Linked DNA regions of Mus musculus: region 2 is linked to region 1. Evidence: chromatin contacts called from public Hi-C data. All regions are on one chromosome and are shown on one strand. Each heading gives the region's core, a stretch centred on a gene start, on an enhancer-like site or on the middle of the called end of the contact. The rest is flanking DNA. Distances are from core to core; before and after follow the strand shown. Region 1 overlaps Usp4 (ubiquitin specific peptidase 4 (proto-oncogene)). Region 2 holds the start of Iho1 (interactor of HORMAD1 1).

Region 1 (4,443 bases), core at 1,387-3,886:
GCTTTAAAGTTACTGTATAGTTCAGGCCGACCTTGAACTCTTTATCCTTCTGCCTCAATATACCTTGAGTTGAAATTAGTCTTGTGTCACCATGCAAGGCTTTAGAACTCTTTGTTTTTGTTTTTGTTTTTTTGACAGTTTGAAACCCTTAAGAGTGCTAAGGAATCAGCATTGTGGGCGTACAGCCTTCTTCAGAGGTCTGCAAATGCTGTCAGTGTAGAGTGTAAACATTCTGCTGTGGTTTGACAGACTCTGTAAGGGCCAAAGCAAGAGTTTTCTGTTCAAAGCTGACCTTCTGAGACATGTCTTATAGGGCTGGTTTATCCACACAGATCTCTCTGTGGTTCCCTGAAGATATACTTGGTTCTTCATTATAGTAGGAAAAATTGTAACTTCTGGGATATATGCTGATAAAATCAGTCTATACTTTTTTTTTTTTTTGGTTTTTTCGAGACAGGGTTTCTCTGTGTAGCCCTGGCTGTCCTGGAACTCACTCTGTAGACCAGGCTGTCCTCGAACTCAGAAATCCACCTGCCTCTGCCTCCCAAGTGCTAGGATCAAAGGTGTGTGCCATCACTGCCTGGCTATTCAGTCTATACTTTGTAAAATTGAATAAAAATTAGTTTTTCTTAGATCAAATGTAGGGGATACATTTCCTTTAATTCTTGCACTCAGAAGAGGTAGAGTTCTTTGATTTCAAGACCAGTTTAGTCTACATAGTGAGTTCCAAGCCAGTCTACATAGTGAGACCTTATCTCAGAAACAAACAATTCCTGACAGAAGGTTCTTTCTCCTGGGTTCTTTCTCTTTAGCCTTCTGGTGCTGAGCCATGTTGCTTCCAGGACTGTCCAGATGTCCACCACCGCTCCTTCACCTTTGCCTCTCTTGCTTACAGGTTGTGGAGCATGGCCTGTTTGTCAAGCACTGCAAAGTGGAAGTGTATTTGCTGGAGCTGAAGCTCTGTGAGAACAGTGACCCCACCAATGTGCTAAGTTGCCATTTTAGCAAAGCAGACACCATTGGTAAGCAGCTGGCAGGGTTCTGCATGTCTGGTGAAAGTATACAGGGTATTGTAGTTGATGAGAGGGAACCTGTGTTGTTTTCTTTCACTATTGTTACTCATCTGTGGTCTTCAGTCCTGACTTGGAAGTCTTCGTGAGGGAATGTTTATGAGGAACCAGACCTGGGAACTGTGTTCTATAGAACAGTACTTGGGCAAGCAAAATGGCCAGCAAAGTAGCTCAAGCAGGCCTGAACTCTGTATAAAGTCATGCATAACCTTGTATTCCTGATCTCCCTGTCTCCACCTCCTAAGTGCCTGGTTTATATGATCCTAGGGATCGCACTCATGGTCTCAGAACAAAAACCAAACAAAACCAATAAAAGCCTTTACTACTTGAATTGGGCATGGTGTCTAACACCTGTAATCCCAGCACTTGGAGTGCAGAGGCATGAGGATCTGCCAAGAGTTTAAGGCCAGTGTGAGAGCCTATTTCAAAGAGGAAAAAAAGGAAAGGCTAGGAAGATGGTTTAACAGGTAAGGGCCCGCTGTTCGGGCATGAGGAATTGAGTTCAGATCCCTACCATATAGGAAATCCAGGTGTGGTATGTATCTTAAACCTTAGTACTGGGGAACGTGAGACAAGCAGGTAGATTCCTGAAGCTCATTGGTCACCACTCCCAGGTAAATCAATGAACTTTTAGATTCACAGAGAGATCCTGTCTCAGAAAATAAAAGATGGGAAGGGATGGAAAGATACCTAAATATGGCCTCTGGTCCCCACAATGACACCCACCCACACACATGCTTATGCATATACCAGCACTAACAAATCACATACCATACACAGAAGACATAACAGTGGCTGGAGAGATGGTTCAGTGATTAAGAGCACTGGTTATTCTTCCAGAGGAGTTAGACTGAATTTGTAGTATCTACGTGGCAGTTTACAATTGCCTTAGTTACTGTTTAATTCCTGTGAAGAGACACCAAGACCAAGGCAACACTTATAAAAGAAAACATTTCATTGGGGGCTTGCTTACAGTTTTAGAGGATTAGTCCCTGAGCGAGCGTCATGGCAGGAAACACACTGGCGTGGTGCTGCAACAGTATTTTCATACTGATCTGCAGGCTTTCCATACTGACCTCGGAGAGGAGGAGAGAGCATGAGCAGCACAAGGCCTAGTGAGGGCTTTCGAAGCCTCCCAGGGATCCCCTTCTCCAACAGGCCACACTTCCTAATCCTTCCAAACGGTTCCTCTACCTGGGAGCCACACATTCAAAGACATGAACCTATGGGGGCCATTGTCATTCAAACCACCACACTCTCTTTAACTCCAGTCCCATGGACCCACAGCCTCTGGCCTCTTGAGGGTATCAAACACATTTAGTGTACAAACATACATACAGTCAAAAACGCATTTATACATATAAAAATTAATTAAAAAAAAGAAACCCTAACAATCTCAGGGGAGAATGGCTGATTCTGTTTGGGTTGGTTGTTGTTTTGGGGAGCTGGGGGTCAATCTCAGGACCTTTCACTCATGCTGAGCAAGGGCTCTACACTAAACCACATCCTCTGTCCACTCTGCCTAGCACCCACTTTCTTTGAGATGAAGCCTTGCTGTGTAGCTCAGATGACCTCAAACTCATGATCCTGTGCATCATCAAATCCATTGCTAAACCATGGGCTGGGCTGTATGTATCCTGGCTCCGAGGTCACTTTTTCTTCCTTAAAACTTTATTACATCACTCCCCTTCTCTCTCCTTACTCCACCCCTCCCCTGCTCTCTCAGATCTCTCCTGTGGCCTCGCCCACTCCATCTAAAATTGGTGAAATAAACTCAGAAGGTTGTGTGTGTGTGTGTGTGTTTGTCTAACAGTAATGATCATAGAACAAGCTTCTCTTCTTGTTTGTTTTCTGAGACAGAAAGTTGTGTGCCACCACGACCTAGCTTCCAGTTTTCTAACTTTTATGTTACTTTTCTTTCTTTATCTTTTCATCTTTCTTCTTCCCTTCCTCTTTTTTTTTTTGTTTGTTTTTTTGAGTCAGGGTTTCTCTGTGTAGCCCTGGCTGTCCTGGAACTCACTCTGTAGACCAGGTTGGCCTAGAACTCAGAAATCTGCCTGCCTCTGCCTCCCAAGTGCTGGGATTAAAGGTGAGCACCACCACTACCCAGCTTGCCTTAACATGAGTTTTTCCTGACCTGATGACAAACAGAGCCAGCTGTAGTGGCGCATGCCTGTGTGGCAGTAGAAGGAGGGGGAGTTCAAGGCCACCCTCTGGTATTAGTGAATTCTAGGGTTTCTTTAACTTTATTTCTGGAGACAATCCTGAGTGATGTTTTTGCCTGTTCTTAGCAACTATTGAGAAGGAGATGAGGAAGCTCTTCAACATCCCTGCAGAACGTGAAACACGGCTTTGGAACAAATACATGAGCAACACCTATGAGCAGTTGAGCAAGCTAGACAACACTATCCAGGATGCTGGGCTGTACCAGGGTCAGGTAAGCGGGCCCAACCCATGCCCAGACAGGCAACTCTGACTGGGGTGTGTGTCATGAAGGCTTCTGGCAGTAAGCATGTCAGCAGTAGGGTTTGTTGCATTGTGCTCATCTGGTTTCCCCTTTCACTCAGGTGCTAGTAATTGAGCCCCAAAATGAAGATGGCACATGGCCCCGGCAGAGCCTGCAGTCAAAGTAAGTGAGTCTTCTCCCCCATGTACCTGGCTCATAGGTGCAGAGGAAGGGAAGAGGGAAGGCTTGTTCTGAAGTAGGTGGAAAGCCGGTTTCTCATTCCAAAGCCCCAGTTTTTAAGCAGCCTGCTTGACATTCATGCACGAAATAGCTGTCGGGATTCCGTCAGGACAAGAGATGGGGAGGGATCTGATATTGTGGCTCTGTGTGTGTGTGTGTGTGTGTGTGTGTGTGTGTGTGTGTTAAGCTCCTTTATTTTTCTACTTGTAGTTTAGAGGCTTTGAGAAAGGAAGGAGGATTAGGGTGAGGTCTTGGACGACGTAAGGGTGATAGCTTGCTCCTACTCGACTTTTCTGTGGCCTCTTACAGATTACAGCTCAGCTACTAAATTTGGATTCCAAGCACAGTTATGCCAGGAGATATTCATGTGGCTTGTGGAATTGTGCACCTTGCAGTAGAAAGTGATGGCTTTTCTCTAGGATGTAGTGCAGGGAAATAACATGAGTGTTTCCTGACCTGATGACAAACAGAGCCAGCTGTAGTGGCGCATACCTGTGTGGCAGGTAGAAGGAGGGGAGTTCAAGGCCACCCTCTGGTACTTAGTGAATTCTAGGCTAGCCTGATATATAGGAGACCATATCTACAAAACAAACAAACAAAAGCAAACCTGTGGCTGGGATGATGCCTCAGCAGGTCAGTTGCTTGCTATGCAAGCATGAAGACCAGAGTTCACATTCCCAGAACTCA
Region 2 (4,443 bases), core at 871-3,370, 70 kb after region 1:
AACACCATGTTAGTCCTCAGGAGTGCAGGGCCTTTGGCTAGTCACCAGGGGATATACTTGACCCCACAGCTGCTTCTCAGCTAACACATCTTCAGACTAACACATCTTCAGACTCATCTGCATTAAACTTGGCAAAGCCCCACTTCTTTGAAATGTGGATCTTAGCAACTTGGTGCTATACAGATCTTTAATCAAATGTTCCTTATGTTCTGCTCAGTGCCGAAGGTCATGACAACCTGAGCTACTGTGTCCTAGAGCTTCCCGGGGGCACCCCATATAACCTTTCAGCATCACAAACTGGGGACAGCATTGAAATCAGAGACAGAAATCTAGCAAAACACTGTCTCCAAGGCAACCCACATAAGCTGCATAAACTACCTCTGTTTGCAACCTTTGTACACCAGACCCCCATAGAGAAAGAAATCTAGTCAGCTTAACTGGCTACAGATATTTTTGAACTGATCGTATAGGTCTATATGGCCATCATTATGTCATTATCTCACTACTTGGCTTTGGGGTTTTTGTTGTTGTTTTTCAAGACAGGGTTTCTCTGTGTAGCCCTGGCTGTCATGAAATTTACTCTAGATCAGTCTGGCCTCAAACTCACAAGACCTATCCACCTGCCTCTGCCTCCTAAGTGCTGGTATTAAAGGCATGCAATTCCACTGCCCGGCTAGCTTCTGGGTTTTATTTACTTATTTTGACATAGTCTAACTATGTAGCCCTGGCTACTTAGGACTCATTATGGAAAGGAAGATGACCTCAAATCCAGAGATCTGTCTGCCTCTGCCTACCTAGTGCTTGGGTGTTTTGTTTTTTATACAGGATTTCACTATGAACCCCAACCTGGCTCTCCTCAGCGACAGATAGTGCTAGGATTACACATATCCTTCACGCTGTCCAGCCTGGGTTTTTTTGGAACAAGGTTCCACTACTTAACAAGAGATAGATAGAACTCCCTATATAGCCCAGGCTGTCCTATTCCAGCTTTGAGAAATGGGGTCCTGGAGTGAAAGCCTTCAACACCTCCCTCCCCACACTCCGTCCTATATCTTCTACATCCCCCCAACACCCCTCCTTTAATGCTGAAAAGGCTAGTTTCTTCCAAAGACTTCTGGTCCCCTTCCACCTAATCGCCAGGTGATTCTTTGCCAAAAGGAATTGTTCACTCTCATATAGTCTGGTCAAGAAGCTTTCTCCAAGGACTAAACACTGGTAAAAATGCTTGCTAGCAACCCTGACTATTCAAGTTCGACCCCGAGATCCACAAGGCTGATCAGAACCAATTCTTGAAAACTGTCTTCTGACCTTCACGAAACTCCCACCCTGCAAATAAGAATAGTTTTTAAAAAATAATAATTGTTTCTATTTTGATGTGTTGTTTGTTTGTTTGTTTTTGTCTTTGAGACAAGATCCTACTCAGTAGCCCTGGCTATCTTAGAATTCCCTTAGTAGACCAGGCTGGCCTCAAACTCAGAGATCTGCCTGTCTCTGTCTCCTGAGTGCTTGGATTAAAGGCGTGCGCCACCACCGCCGCCGCCGCCTGGCTAAAATAATGTTTTAAGAAAACCTCTTTAATCCCAGCACTTGGGAGGCAGAGGCAGGCAGATTTCTGAGTTCGAGGCCAGCCTGGTCTATAGAGTGACTTCCAGGACAGCCAGGGCTACACAGAGAAACCCTGTCTCGAAAAACCGAGAGAGAGAGAGAGAGAGAGAGAGAGAGAGAGAGAGAGAACCTCGAAGCTCCTGGATTATCATTTCTATGTGTTTCCCAAACGGCTTACTTTTTCTTTTTTTCTTTTGTTTGTTCGTAACAATAAGAACAAATTTCCAGCTGCCTCTCTGATTCCCCATTCACTCATTTCCCAGGCTTGCCTCATCGCCCACTTGAAGCTCCAGCCCTGTGAGAGTCTGACGAGAAGCCGAGAGCCTCAGGCCAGGCTTCCAGTGGCCGAGTGACCCTCAAAGGCATCGGGCGACTGGGCCTGCGGGGCCCTAGGTTCCCCAACCACCTCATCTCTTCCCACTCCTCACGCCCCTCGTGACCCACGCACCTCGAGTTCTCACCTCGCCACACGCGACAGCACACGCCTGCCTTCCTGCGGCTTCCTGGGCGCCGAAGAAAGCCCGCCGAGGTGAGGCCCCACCCCCGGGCTGCGCTCACCAATAAGAATGCCGATTCTTGACCCCGCCCCCTTCTGCACGATGCCTGAGGCTTTTTAACGATTTGACAGTGGGCCTGCTTCCCTCCGCCTTAAGCCACAGGCAGCTCGCAGACCCCACGAGCCTGAACCCTCATGTCTGGTTGCTCAGCACAGGCCCTCTCAGGGTCCACTACCCCATCTCACTTCTCACCTAAAAAATGGAGGCCCGGAGGAATGCCCAATGCTGCCTGTGAGGGCCATGTGTAAGGTGGGCGAGGGTGCCAAAGATCAGGATATGGCTAAGCATCTTGCTAGCCTTTGAGTTCACTGTTGTCTGGGTATATCCGAGTAGCCGGAGCATCTGGAGCCAGAGTGAAGAGAGTTGCTATACTCAGACAACAGGGAACTCAAGGGCCAGCAAGATGCTCAGCTTTGCCACCAAGCCCAAAGACCTGGCTTTGCTCCTCAGGATCCACAAAGGTAGAGTTGAGTTCTGAGACCCTTGAACGTTGTGCTCTGACCTCTACGTGTGTGCAGTGGGCATGAGCATAAACTCACACATACACAAAGGCAAAACAGCAAAACAAAGAACAAAATAAAATAAAAATTTAAGCTGGGAAGCGGTCACATGCCATTAATCTTAGCACTCGGGAGGCAGAGGCTGGTGATCTCTGAGTTCGAGGCCAGCCTGGCCTACAGAGTTCTAAGACAGCCAGTGTTACACAGAGAAACCCAGTCTCAAAAAACAAAAACAACAACAACAACAACAAAAAAAAAAACCCCACCATCAACAACAAAGGTAAACCCAAGTAATAAAAATGACAGAACAGTTATCACACCAGTGCCCCTAAACCTCAAATATCTATGCTAAGTAGAAGTCAGACACAAAAGAGTACATATTGTATGGCTCTATTTATATAGAATTCTAAAAAATGTACACTCTCTATAGTAACAAAACAATGGAGACAATTATGGTGTACATCTGGAATCTTAGCACTCTGGGTGGGTGGAGGCAAAAAAAAAAAAAAATCAGAAGTTTAAGGTCTTTTTGGCTACAAAGTGAGTTTGGGACCAGACTGGGATACATGAGTCCCTGTGTCAAACAAAGTCAGGCATGGTATTACATGCCTGAAATCCCAACACTTGTGTAGGTAAGAAGATAGATCCAAGTTCAAAGCTATCCTGGCCTATATATGAGGGGGTTCTAGCTTATCCAAGACTACATAGTGAGATTCTGTCTCAGAGTACAAGCAAAAACTCACAACCTAGTTTGGGGCTTAGAGCTCAGCAGCAGGAAGCATACGCAACATATGGAAGGCCCTGGGTTCCATCATTGGTACAGCAAAAAATAAATTAGCCAAGTATGGTGAGACCTGTAGCCCTAGCGACACGTAGGTGGATCAGGAATTGGAGACCAGCCTGGGCTACATAGCCAGTTTCTGGAGTCTTAAATACAGAGTGGAAAAACCCTGTCTCAAAAAAAAAAAAAAAAAGATAGTTGGACCCAGTTACTCACACCTTTAGTCTCAGTACTTGGAATGCTGAAGCAATAGTATTTCGATGTGATTTCCAAACTAATCTGGGCTATAGAGTGAGAAACTAAAAACAAAAAAAACAAAAACAAAAACAAATTTAAAACAGAACAAAACCGGGGTGGTAGTGGTGTACACCTTTAGTCCCAGCACTCAGGAGGCAGAGACTGGTGGATCTCTGTGCGTTCAAGACAAGCTTGGTTTACAGAGTGCGTTCCAGGACTGCCAGAGCTACACAAAAAAAAACTTGCCCTTGAAAAAAACAAAAAACAAAACAAACAAACAAGCAAAAACAAAACCGAAAAAAGAAAAATGTGGCTTGGTGACTCCAGACTTCAAGACTCTCCTGTGACACAGAATAAGTTCCAGGCCAGCCTAAGTAACTTAGTGTAAGGGTCACAAATAACAACTAAGGGGTTGTAGTTTTGGAGTAGACTGTTTGCCTAGAGTATAGAGCGAGGCCTGTATTTGATTCTCAGTGCCACAGGTTTTGATGATCATGGTGACGGTAATAATGATGACAATGGTAAAATTATAAGATCATCACAAATCTTATTAGGTTATCTTAGACATGGTAGTTCCTGTCTAAAATCCCAGGACCGGGGAGGCAAAAACAAGTGAATCAAAAAGTTAAGGCCTTCCTCAACTACAAAGCCATTTCAGTGCCAGCCTAGGCTACACGAAACTATCTCAAAAAGAAAGACTAAATCAAAGAATCCAAGTCCTCCTCCTCTAATATCCTCTTTCTGCCTCAAGTGACTTCTATGC

Evidence for each region. Hi-C and Micro-C count contacts between places; a contact is called where the count stands out from the background.
Region 2: a Hi-C map of bone marrow-derived macrophages shows a contact between it and region 1, with 53 read pairs. The contact joins the promoter of Iho1 here to the enhancer-like site in region 1. A contact is called at or near these places in 13 of 39 promoter capture datasets (the 3T3-L1 cell line, the C10 cell line, the HPC-7 cell line and 7 more), 13 of 484 Hi-C or Micro-C datasets (the AML12 cell line, bone marrow-derived macrophages, embryonic stem cells and 7 more), 4 of 115 datasets of contacts at active chromatin or transcription factors (all in embryonic stem cells) and 3 of 9 other capture datasets (adipose tissue, liver and pancreatic islet).

The regions. Positions count from the first base shown.
Region 1 is chr9:108,359,200-108,363,642 of GRCm38.p6, forward strand. Usp4 (ubiquitin specific peptidase 4 (proto-oncogene)) reads left to right here. Exons shown (of 22, transcript NM_011678.2): 4 at 896-1,022; 5 at 3,362-3,507; 6 at 3,638-3,699. Among named protein-coding and RNA genes, the nearest start is that of Usp4, 14 kb to the left of the region's middle. Within about 2 kb of position 2,637, at least 6 of the 459 cell types and tissues checked have an H3K27ac peak or open chromatin away from gene starts, as enhancers often do. A contact at or near this core is called in bone marrow-derived macrophages, where this site is marked.
Region 2 is chr9:108,429,706-108,434,148 of GRCm38.p6, forward strand. Iho1 (interactor of HORMAD1 1) reads right to left here and starts at 2,121. Exons shown (of 8, transcript NM_001135198.2): 1 at 2,067-2,121. It also overlaps the pseudogene Gm25456.